Linked DNA regions of Mus musculus: region 1 is linked to region 2. A link is a contact called in public Hi-C data. All regions are on one chromosome and are shown on one strand. Each heading gives the region's core, a stretch centred on a gene start, on an enhancer-like site or on the middle of the called end of the contact. The rest is flanking DNA. Distances are from core to core; before and after follow the strand shown.

Region 1 (6,229 bases), core at 1,400-3,899, 1.2 Mb before region 2:
TCAATCGGCGCTCTCCAAGAAAGGGCTTGTATTGGACACGTGAAAATGGGAGAAGATTTCGATATGAGTCCTGCATGTTAGATTAAGGAAAATTTAGGGTCTTTCCAATTATCATCAAAGATGAAATAAGAAAATGATGAATTGTCATTCCTTCTAGAGCCTGGAACATATAAAATACTAATTGAGTAGGTTAGAAATTCCAGTCATCTGGAATTAAGGATTGTATTATAATGAAAACTGCTTGGAATTCTCCTTTCTAGAATAATATCTTGTTTACAATAAGATAATTCCCTTGTGTGCTTGCTGTGACCTGGGACAGGTTAGTGCATATAGAGAGATTTTATACAATACAGTCCCAGCTGTTGCGACGGTGTAGCCTTCTGCAGTTTTTCAGAACAGCCTCTAGAGGTCAGGATTGAGGCACTGTGCATAGCTTAGCCTCCCCTCTCACTACCTAGCCAGTTATAATGGGATCAGCGCTGAGACTTAGTTCTCCATATGGTGACATTCATACGCTGTAAGGATTGTTCCCCCCATAAGATTTAATTATAACAATCTAATATGCAATAATAATTCGCTGCTATTAGACATTTAAAATATATATGATTTATATATGTAGTCCGCATTGATTCCTTCTAAAATGAAGAAATCGAGGCTCTAACGCCGTTTAAGCATTTACTTAGACTTTGATATATACAAGCATTTATAAAATAACATTCTGGAAGATTTAAAGTACTTCAGCTATAAAATAATACAAGTATTTCAAGTTTTCTGAAAGCTCCTAAAATTCAGGGTAGCAATCATTCTCTTAATTCAAAAGCATTTGAAAACTCTCCAAATAATATTGAAATCACTTGGAACAAGACAGACTAATTTGCCATTATTACCGCATTTCAGAGAGTTATCAGCTCCATTTCAGAGGATGAAGGCAGCCAAAGACCTTCCCACACTTTCTCCCGAGCATGTCCAGGGACTGTGGTGGCTCTCACCACCGGGGAACCCAGAAGGCTCATCCCCAAAGCTCCACACACATTTCTGGAGCCGAATGACTTCCTGTTTGTGGTTATTTTCTTCTTTATTCCTCTTTTATTTATTTATTTTCAACAATGCTTTCAGATATGGATGAAAGGTGATCAAAATGTCTTTTAACATCGATGTGAGTTTCAAATACAATACTCTCTTTAGTGACACATCTTGAGCTGCTTCCAAACAGTGTTATTAAGAAAGACTCTCCCCTTCTCTTCTACCTCTGCATGTGTGCCCTTTCTCTTTCTCCCTTCTCTACCCCACACCCCCTTTCCCCATGCTCACTTCCCTAACCTTGGTCCTTGGGGCCAGTAAACTCTTTCTGGCCTGAGAGCAGCTTCCCAATACAATAAACCTGCTAATAATAATAATAATATTAATAATAATATCCCCTTATAATTCCGACTATGCCCAGACATTTCCTATTCTTGCGAGTCCCTTCCTCCATTCTTTTTTTTTTTTTTTCTCGATTCTGTTCTTTACAGAAGAACCCATTCCTTAGGAATGAGCTCCACTATCATCCTCTCCACAAAGTTCCCAAAGCAGTCCTTGTTGGATTCTCCCATGGGTCCTTTGTCTATTACGTTGACATTCACTCAGTTCTCCTGTGTTCCTAAAATTTACAATTACAACCACTGAGGAAGAAGAGGATATTCAAAACATTTCCAAACTTAAAGGCCACAGCTACCAATCAATCGGATGAAGCAGCTTCGACAGACAATTCTGTCCTAAAGAGGCAAGAAAGAGTAGCTTGCACCTAGCCAGGGGTTCTTACAAGAAGGTCTCCCATGCTGCTGACAATGCATTGTTAACATATGGAGATGCTAAGGTGGCGCGTAGTTAACCAGTAAGGAAATTACTCCTTAACTCCTACTGACTTCAATACATTTGACACCAATTTGACTCAGACATTAGTTTACCCTAGTACAAACACACATACAAAAAAAGGGTTGTACTTTAAAGTTTTACGGTTACCCATCACAGAACGTGTGCACTGAGTCGTCCCAGCAAACAACTTGCCCTCTGCTTGTTCTCCCATGCTCTACTTTATTTTTGATGAATGGAGTGGGCTAATTAAATCTTATTTGTAGAAGGAAAGGGTAAGAAACGAACCCATTTCCCAAATAAAATTACAATCTTTAGTGCCGTTTAAATGATAACCTATATTTCGTTTATTCTAAAGGTATCAAAAGGCACTTTGGAAGACTGTTATCAACTCCATTTGCACACGCACAGAAGCCATTTTTCACCAAATATTTACCTGGTATGGAGAAGATTCTTTGAGTAAGATATTAAAACGAAGAAATGCTTGTTCAAATTTTGCCACAAGATAGCGATTCTCCAGAAGCCTTTTTTAAACAAACAACAAACAAAACAAAACAAAAACAAATAACTTAAAAATAAATCTCTAAGGGTAAAGAAAGGGTCCTTGTTAGCTTGTTTCTCAGCTCTTTCTTGTGGGAGATTTTATTTTTTTAGTCTTGTCAATTGGGATGGCTTAGTGCATTTCCACATTTTTTCCAGCTGTTGGAATTTGTTGCTCAACAGCGTAGACAGTGTTGTGATGTCTTTCCCTCTACCCCTAACAGCTAGATGCATGACCCGCAAACAGCAGGGAAACTCAATATATTGACTTCTTAGAAAGACTGGGGACAATGCTGACAATTTGACGACAACAGCAGCTAATTTAAGGTCAATTATGCTTACTTAAGTCCATTATTTAAATGTGGTTAAAGTGCTTCGAAGGGATGGAATCATGAGTATGAACGGAAGGAGCGTCATGCCTTTGTAAACATTATTGTAGGAAGGAAGGCGGGCCTATAGAAAGCCCTGGACAGACAGTTGCATAGTTCTAGATTACTCCTAGGAGACAGAGTGATAGAAGCTGCTGGATTAATTTGCATTTGGGCAGAGGAGTCCTTCCCTGAGGACTGCTAACCTGGCTTAGCATGTACTGCAACTATAAATGCTTCAGGGCGGAAGGGTGCTTTTACATCAGACAGCTGTGTCTCCAGACAGCTGTGTCTCCCCGCTGATTAATGCTAGCGAGCTCCCGGAAGTAGCGGAAGTAGCGCGGGCAGCCAACTGACTCAAATGAGGTCGGGGCTCAACAGGAACCAGTGCTCTCAACAGCACTTTTCCATCTCATTTCCATTTGCTAGCTGTAAACACCGCCTCCCCAGCCTAGAGTTCTTTGACCTCCTCCGGCCTGACTCTAGAATTGTGAATCAAAGCTAAGACCTTTAACCTCAAGTTGTTCTCATTTTGTTTTTCCGACCAAGGCAGACCCTGAAGCCTCTGACAAAGCCTTTTCTCCTGAGAAATGTTAAGCAATTGGCTTAGCTAACCATTAAAATATCATGTGGCTTCAAATTCCTTAATTTTTTAAAAGATGACTGGCCATAGGTTTTCGGAGTTATGTGTAAAGGGGTTACAGATTAAGCGCGTTCTGTCTCCCCAGGAGGAATCTGGCTTTGTGCCCCAGATATAATCCCTGTTTGTGCTGTGGAAGCTGACATCTCTTCATTTTACAGAATCCTTGTTATTGCAGACACAGGGGTTGTGGGAGGTGCTCTCTGCCTTACTGGTTGACTGTTGTTCATTTTCCTCTCTAGAATGCTGCCTTTGAGTCAAGTTAAGTGGACCACAAATTTACTCTCTTAAAACATTCATGTAAACATGTGAGCTATTTATCCTTTCTAACATGAATCTAGGACAGTATAAATTAATTCTAAATATGTAGGTGGAAGAGATGGAAGTCAACATGTTTTATTTTGAAAGTTAAAATGCTGAAGTAACTGGGAAATGGCTAGAAGTCAGAGGAGGGAAGGCAAGGGGGAGGGAGAACTAAGGTTGAGAAGGAGGGGAGAGGGGAGAGAGGGAGGGAAAGAGGGAGGGACATAGGATGGAAAGGAGGAGAGAGGGGAGGAGAGAGGGAGGGAAGGAAGGAGAAAGGAAGATAGAGAAAGACAGAGGGGGAGAGAGAGACAGAGAGGGAGAGAGAGACAGAAAGGGAGAGAGAGAGAGAGAGAGAGATGGCGGGGGTGGGAGGAGATAAGGAGAGGGAGAGCATTTTGGATTCTGATCACCAAATCTTTTCTTTTACACATTCAAAAAGTCGTATGTTTTTCAGTTTGTCCAAGTATTAAAGATTTTACATTTTAAAATGGTTAATTTCTAACAACAATGGCCAAGAAGCCAATTAGAAGCCCATGTTAACAGGCAAGCAAATAATGTATAGTATAGTAAATTATTTTTACAAAGACAGATCAATGTTGGAAGGCCACTTGATGAATCAAAACTGGAGACTCGGGTTTTAAAGACAATGATACAGATCTGAGTTCACAGGTCACCTGCTATATAACGCTTGGCTTCCTAAGTCTCGGAGTGAATAGTACAGAAAAGGAGCCTGCTTATTATTAAGGAGAAACACTCCCAGGCTGGAAATGGAGACAGGTTTGTGATCAGAGCCTGGAGCCCATACTATTTTGATCCACTTTGATATGAACCACTTAGTGCTGTTTCCACTTAGATAGCACCACCTCTGCCCATTTGTATATGGCAAGGACTTTGCTTGCACATGCTCAGTTCCCCCAAAGGAGCCTAGGTAGGGGAGCTGTTTATAACCTTTCTGCCTACTAGCTGTTTTTCATGTATTAACCTTGGTGACTCTTTCCAAGGTCTAGTCCCCAGTAACAAAAAAATGTCTTCTTTAGCTGTTGGATCCAATAATCAAAAGGTTGAATCCCAAGACCTCTGGTAACAAACAGATAATTGCATTGATTTACAGTTTCATGGCTGTTTTCTCTGTGTCTTAGAGGAGTGAATCACTGGAGTGGCCCTACACTCTCTTAGTCCTTTCTTTGTTTCTCTGTGCTTCCCGGGCCGCCGCAGGTGAGCAGCTCTGATAGCTACATGCTTTTTGCCTTCACACAGTCTGAGGACAACAGAGCCACCTCTCAGGAGTTGAAACCAAGAGTCAAAATGATTCTTTCCTCTGTTTAAATGTGCTCTGCAGTCACTTTGGCAGTATACAGAATAAATTATTTCACTCAGGGTCTTGTCATAGTGAAGACAACAGAATTATCACTAAGCGTTTATTTCTAAGTAACGAGTTCCTGAGACAGGGAAGGAGACACCGTTGGAAATGTTTATTACTGATTATTTACACTTAGGACTTATGAGTACCCATAAACTTCCCCAAGCTACTTTATTTTCTCTTTAAATTAAATATGCTTTGTTTTCTAAGATCATAGCTTTCTTAATTAAGTACACACCAAAAAGCACTGTTTATTCTACAGTGAAACAGAAGTTGCTTGTTTAGATTTCTGAAAGATAATTGTAGCAGAAAACTACTTACAGTTCTTGGAAGGGCTATTTTTTTTAAACAATCTGGAAGTCCTATTATGTTTATGTTGACTGTGACTGGCTTATGTTTGTTACTGGTGTTTATAGCTTCACTTCACTTTGATCTGAAGCCCTTGCATGAGTAAACGGAGGTTAGTTCTATAGGCGAATTACTTAATAGGTGTTCAATGTCTTAAATATTTCTTCAGAGTTTTAGAAGGAAGGACATCGCTGGGGATATGCCCTACAACACATATTGTCGTTGGCCACTTCTTTTCTCTTTCCCTTCTTTGCTTTCTGGCTGTTGTGAAGTAAAGAACCTTCACCACGTTCTGTTGTTATTATTCTTGGTGTTTGTTTATCTGTTTGTTTGTTTTTCCCTCCATGAAGCGCCTGCCTTGCTGTAGGCCTGAAAACAATGGCTAACCACAGAGCAAAACCCCCGAGACTGAACCAAGATGAACCTTTATTTATAAATGTTCTCCTAGGTGTTTTGTCACAGTTGCAAGCACTTTTCTAACACAGCTGGCAACTGTGTAAAATGCAATGAACATCTGAAAAGGAAGCCAAGCTGAATTTCTTTTTAAGTGGGCAGACTGAGTTATAGGCAGTATGCTGACAGGTATCATTTAAGTTTAAATGTTTAAGAAAGGTCAAGTTGGCTGCTTGGTTGAAAAAAATTAATTATATTCATCATATTTTAAGGTAAAATAAAACATTTCCTACCACACTTAGGTTTAGTAACCTAAAACTATAGTATAATCTGAATAATAACAAGCCCAATAACTAATCTTTTGGATATTCAATCCATTTTGTGATTTTAAAAAGTAATATTGGTATAACCTATATGGATGTC
Region 2 (6,331 bases), core at 3,801-6,300:
CACAGGGAAGAGCGCCTTCCTGGAGTTAGCTCATTCTGTTCTTATAATGGCATAAGTAGGTAGTCTGAGCTCCATTTTGCAGGTGAGAAACTGTAGTAGAAGAAGCAGAGCTATGGCCCAGTTCTTTTGACCACAGAGCCTTGGCGGTTGCTGATGCTGTTCCAATTTCTTTGCCTTTTCTTTGTACAGATCCACAAATGTATTGTTTCCCACAAGCAAGCACACATTTTTTTTCTATTGTTCTATACATGTATGCATTTATCTTTAACCTTTGGGAGGAAGTGATTATAGATAGGAAAGAAGATGTCCCTCTAAAGTAGGCATGGAGGCACTGCAGTAAAGGAGCTGTTCTTTGCCTGGCTCCTATCAATAGTACCGCCAAATGCAGCTATAGGAAATGGCATCATTACATTCATATGCATTTGATTAAACCAGTTTTACAAGCACTCTGTGTGTCATAGTTTGTGATAGGCTTGTATCTGTTTCCACAAATGGAAGCTATTAAGTTTCTCTAGGCAAATATTTCAGTATACGTATGTAAGTGTATATATATGTGTGTGTGTGTGAGTTTCCATACTCAAGTTATTAAAATTTTTGATATATTCTTTCAGTGTCTATTTCTTTTGGAATATATATTTTTACATTTGATGAGGTGGATTATAACTTAATATTCCTGTCCCCCAAATGTACGGTTAAAGAGATAACTACTCATCAACAGTTAGTCCTCACCTACTTGTTAGATTGCCTTATTGTCAAATATACTTGCTTGTTTTTTTACTATATTTTATTTTGTCTTCCTTTTTGTTTTTTTTCTGACATATGACCAAGATCATGAAATTTAAATGTAATTTCTTTTCCTTTTAAAAGATTATATATATATATATATAAAATCTTATATATATATATATATTATATATATATATTATATATATATATATATATATATATATTATATATATATATAAGTACACAGACACACCAGAAAAGGGCATCAAATCTCATTACATATAGATGTGAGCCACTACATGGTTGCTGGGAATTGAACTCAGGACCTCTAGAAGAACAGTCAGTGCTCTTAACTGTTTAGCCATCTCTCCAGCCTGTTAAATGAAATTTCCAAAGCTGTAAATATTATACATGTAATGTGGAAAAAGCTTTAGTGTAAGATCATAAGACATAAATAGGTTTTCTTTCTCCAAGTTTAGCATTTTCCTGTGTAAGAACCTCACTGAAGAGCCTCTGTGTATCAGGAATATCAGAAACGTGATAAAGTTGATGGATTGATCCACGAAAGGGTGAGTATATACCTCCCCTGAAGATGTCTCCATTGGGATTTTCAAGACACCTTTCTGTCCAAAAACTTGTATGACCTCCAAATAATAAGAATTCTGCAAGAACTTCCACACGTTTCATCATTTCCTTGCTGTAAGGCTTGGAGAAATTATTTTTCTTCAATTATTTTCTTTATTCCAAGAAGGACATGGCATTTACCTGCTGGGTTGAACACTGTTACATGAAACCATCTATATAAAACACTATGCATGTATTTTATATATGCCTTTTACTTATTAGATGTTAGTAGATGTGGGAAGGTGGGATCGGGGTCTTTGTTCATAGCTCTGGCTATTCTGCAACTCACTGTATAGAGTACAGGCTGGACTCATCTCACAGAGCTCCACCTGCCTCTACCTCCCAAGAACTAGGATTAAAAGCATATACAACCATGCTTGGTTTTGCTAGTGCATTTTAGAGCAGTGATTTAACAAGGGAGGGAAGCATAACTTTTGATCTAGATAAGGAGCACTTATATAACACATTACATCAAGGCAGCTAGAAAACTTATTAATACAAATTTACATATAGCAGTTTTGAGGTACTATTTGGTAAATGTAACTATTAGATTCATTTAATATATATAAAGCTCTATCTACTTATTTATATATGGAAGTACAGGTGCTTTCTTCAGACTCACCAGAAGAGGGTATTAGATCCCAATACAGATGGGTGGTCCTGAACCACCTTGTGGTTGCTGGGAATTGAACTCAGGACCTCTGGAAGAGCAGGCAGTGCTCTTAACTGCTGAGCCATCTCTCCAGCGCCTAGATGCAGTTCTCATTCTTGTTACATGTGCAATCTGCTAAGAATAGACTTTATTGAATATACGATATCTTTTTCTTCTTACCTTGGAGTATTTGCACTCTCTGCTCTCAGCCCTTATGTTGAACTGATATGCACCCCGGGGTGAGCATTTATGTTGTGGGGCTGGCTTTTGAACTCTCACTAGTTCATGACCTGGACATGGAACCCAAATCAGCTAAATGAATTTGGATATTTTCCATAGACTCATTAGGAGCAATCATTATAAAATTTTATTTTAGTAAAACAAACCCCAAGGTGCTCACGAATCCTGATGAGCAAAACCAAAACCATTGAGATGGAGATGATCCCAGAAAGCAGCCAAGGTGGAGACTGAGGGACGGGCCAAGGCTCAACATCTGACGTTCCCCATGTTGAGATGTGTCTGGCTGTCATTTGAACTTGTAGTTGCCTTCTTGGTTTAAGTTATTGTGTGCTGCATTTCAGCTACTCTAACCAAGAGTCCTGGACATGTGCTGACATTACACAGAGATGAAAAAAAAAAAAAAAAAAAAGGGAGCTTGGGAAGCAACAGAAATAGTCCACCTTAAGGAACAAGGTAGCCCACTGATCTTTCTCACAGAACTCTTGCAGCTCCGACTTAAAATTGTATGTGTGAGTGTGTGTGTGTGTGTGTGTGTGTGTGAGAGAGAGAGAGAGAGAGAGAGAGAGAGAGAGAGAGGTATGCAAATTTGGGTCATAAAACTGAAAAAGAGGTCATAACAGGGGAGGAAGGAATCTTCAGTGAGGTGAGAAACAGAGACTAATGGAATACAGTAAGTAAGCAGAAAGGTGACTAACTGGGTAAAGAGAAAGCCTGATGCGCAGGAGAAGAGGAAATGTGAAAGATGACAACACAGAACAATGACGCATCTCTGCACGATGGTGCCACAGTGACGCGCATGACTCCACTGAGGGTGAATCAGCGCCATCCTTAAAGACTAAGGTTTGACTGATCTTCAACCTTACGTTTCCATGTAGCAGAACGAACTGTGTGCAGCTAAGCTAGGTTGTGGCTTATCTTCTGAATAGTTCCAAGTTGTTTCCTTGAGGAACGTGCAGAGATGAAACTGAACGAAAGGCTGGAGCGAGTGTGCTAGCTTTTGTACAAAGAATTCGTTTTTCTACCAGTGCTTTCCACCTCATCCTTGGGAATGCCACAGGGTACAAAGCCTCGGCCTGCCCAGTAGAACGTCCCCATCCAGCTGGAAGCCTCCACTCGGGGCTGCATTTCCACCTCAGCTGAGTCATGTCATCTTTACGTCAGCATGAAAATATTAAGCACTTCTAATTGTGCTTGAGATCAACATTAGAAGGCATTCGGAAGAGAAGCTAAGTCACTCTGAGGTTCAGCTGGCTCAGCTCACCTTTCTGAATGCAACTTGGTTTTTTTGTTTTTTTGTTTTTTTTCCTGTCTGTTTCAGATGGTGGCCAGAACTTCAATATGCTTTTTCTGATGCCTTAGGCTTCTTTATTCTTTTTCTAAAGCCTGCCTCTTCAACACAGGGTTGTCTGCCACTATGTGGTGGGTCTCCATGCTGGCAGCTCAAATGGCATGGTTCTTTTTCTTCTCCTCCATTCGCCTCCCCTGGGTGGTTGCAGCAACTTACAGATTGCCTGCCCTAGGGTCTATTTTTCTCTCTCCTAAACTTTAATAAAGTTACCCTCAAGAGTTAAAAAAAGAAAGAATGCATTAGGACAAAATATTTTTGTCTGAGAGACTCACCAATAAAACTTCCAAGTTCAGAGATAAATTTGTCAAGCTGTGACCTTGGTGACATGGAAAGAGAGAAGGCAGCTAAAGCATACAGAAGGGCAGGTTATTGTGGACTCTAGTCTCTCTGGGACAAGACAAGAAGGCACTTAGAATTAATCATGACCCTATCTTTACCTTGCAGGTTACTAGAAACTTAGTATTTTTCTCTACAAAGTGGAGTGATAATAATATTAGTAATTATGATGTCAGTAGTCTCAAACTCGTTTTCTGGCCTAAATAAGCACACATTTCTGTTGCTTGGGTTTTCTTCTCCCTTGAATTACAACTAATTCTCCCATAAACAAAAGCACCTCACTGAAAGTGCTGTCTGTGACCGGACACATTCTGATGTCTCTGGTGTTCTCAATTAAAAATAAAATGCGAAGCAAGTAGCCTGTGCTTCCCTGCAGAATCCAAATTCAACCTCTTAGGAAGGACTGACTCCTGGGATGGATTCAACCTTGGTTTTGACAGAGGAATCAGCTGGCTAACCAGAATCTAGATCTTGGAGTGGCATTCCATCTTCAGGTAGTTCTCCATAGAAACAATGTTTATATTTGTATAATTGACATGTGAAACCACAGCAGGGTATATCCATTGTAGCTTCTGGAGTTCCGGGGACTTGGGTTCGAGTTTCATGTGTACTTATTAAGTATGTCAAATCGGTTAGGTTGCCATAGCTCTTGAGATGAATTTGTCTGATCTGTAAGACACAGATAACCTGTGCTGTGACCAGGGGACACATAGATCATGTCAAAGCACTGTCACATCTAAGGAGGACTGGGGCATGATGGCATTCCTCACAAGAAGAGTAGAACCAAGGCAAGACAACTAGGAAAACAGAAGCAAACAACTAATACACGCCTCTTACATCCTATAGTGCACAGCGATTCTACTTCAAGAGCTTTACCTACATATGTACGCCCACACGCATGCAAGCATACTTATGATCACCGAGTATTATTTTAATATTTTCTGAAACAAATCCTATAGGCTTATCTTGGGGACTCAGAGTTGTTCAGAGAACTGCTGTGCTAATTTTAAAAGTGAGGTGAGTCCTTGCAGAGTGAGCTGTTGAGATGCTCAAAGATGAAAGTTAGGCCAGTCAAGGAATTTACAGAAGTCTATGATATTGTGACATCATCTGTGGACGTGGTACATTCACACCCAGCTCTCAGTGATAGAGGTTGCTGTAAGAAGGTAGTTGGTTTTCTACTAATTCTACTAATGTGTCCATTTTAGACAGGATGGAATTCATTATTTTGAGCATGGATACATACATACATTCTTATGGGCAGTAAGAAATTATGTAGATGTAACCTAAAATGTCACAAATTTCCCTGATCATAGAGGCCTTTGAACGGCAGTGAGACATCACACTGGCTAAGAGTCAGCTCTTCTGAGTCGATTGAAGGCAGCAATATGGTAGAAGTAAGAGGAGTTCTGAGGCCATCGATGAAAGGACAGAGGCTTATGAAGGGTTACAGCACGGGAGTGGAAAATGAACGACCAGATACTGCGGCTACGTTCAAGGCAAAGTCAATGAGGCCTGACAGTGGACCAACTCCTCAGTGTAAGTAACTCACAGCCTTCGACCGTAATTTCAATATCTTTGGTCTAAGAAACAGGCAGAGTAACTGTCCAGCAAGACTCTTTTCTCTTGCCTACTTGTTTTGAACCCCGCCCTCACTTTCTCCCATGCTCTTACTTGTTTGGTATATGAGGAGACAGCAACCTACAGACAGCGGATTATAAAATACAGTTGGGACTGCACGTGTAAATTGCTATCAGAGAAAAGAGGAAGCCCGAGCCAAGGACAACCGCATCTTAGATGTTCACTACCTTTGATATGAAGATCAAAAGATAGCTTCATAGCCCTGGGAAAGCCCGCAAAAAAAAAAAAAAAATCCTGTCAAGAGCGTAGAACCTCAATATGAACACCCGGAGCCGATTATCCAAGAAAGCACGTGGCTTTTGTAAGCTTCAGATCTTCTTCAAATGGATGCATGTAACCGGAACCCATCTGAGTTATGTTTGGTATCTGTGTTATGGGTTCCTTAATGTTTGTTGTGACTTAGCATATTTGAACAGTTTCTTTTGGGTTAATCGAATTTCAGGTTTAAGTACCCATCAATGCTGCACGCAACTTGAGCTAGCTCTTTTGAACTGTAATAAACCCTTATGGCACGTCAGCTGTTTCTTCTGTTACAAATCTATGGTGCAAGGGTTGGTTCTTTAGCATTGACATAGGGATTAGCGTACAGCTTTACCCGATTAAAGTAATTAATTCTTGACTAACTCCTACAACTTAAATATTTACAACTGTGTACCAAGTTCAAAGGAAAAACAAAAAGGTAAAATTTGGTGCCACCCAGTGGCAAATTCGTAAATTGCAGCCTAGAGACATTGTGAGGAAAAGAAAAAGATTTTCAAAGAGAA

The links. A called contact is a pair of places that touch in the nucleus more often than the background predicts.
Region 1: a Hi-C map of uterus shows a contact between it and region 2, with 7 times the contacts expected there. The contact joins the enhancer-like site here to the promoter of 4930554P06Rik in region 2. A contact is called at or near these places in 1 of 15 datasets of contacts at CTCF or cohesin (pro-B cells), 5 of 484 Hi-C or Micro-C datasets (cardiomyocytes, cerebellum, muscle stem cells and 2 more) and 1 of 9 other capture datasets (embryonic stem cells).

Annotation. Positions count from the first base shown.
Region 1 is chr6:24,345,266-24,351,494 of GRCm38.p6, reverse strand. No RefSeq gene overlaps it. Among named protein-coding and RNA genes, the nearest start is that of Iqub, 170 kb to the left of the region's middle. Within about 2 kb of position 2,649, at least 48 of the 459 cell types and tissues checked have an H3K27ac peak or open chromatin away from gene starts, as enhancers often do. A contact at or near this core is called in muscle stem cells, neural progenitor cells and uterus, where this site is marked.
Region 2 is chr6:23,180,234-23,186,564 of GRCm38.p6, reverse strand. 4930554P06Rik (RIKEN cDNA 4930554P06 gene) reads left to right here and starts at 5,050. Exons shown (of 2, transcript NR_167898.1): 1 at 5,050-5,092; 2 at 5,243-6,084.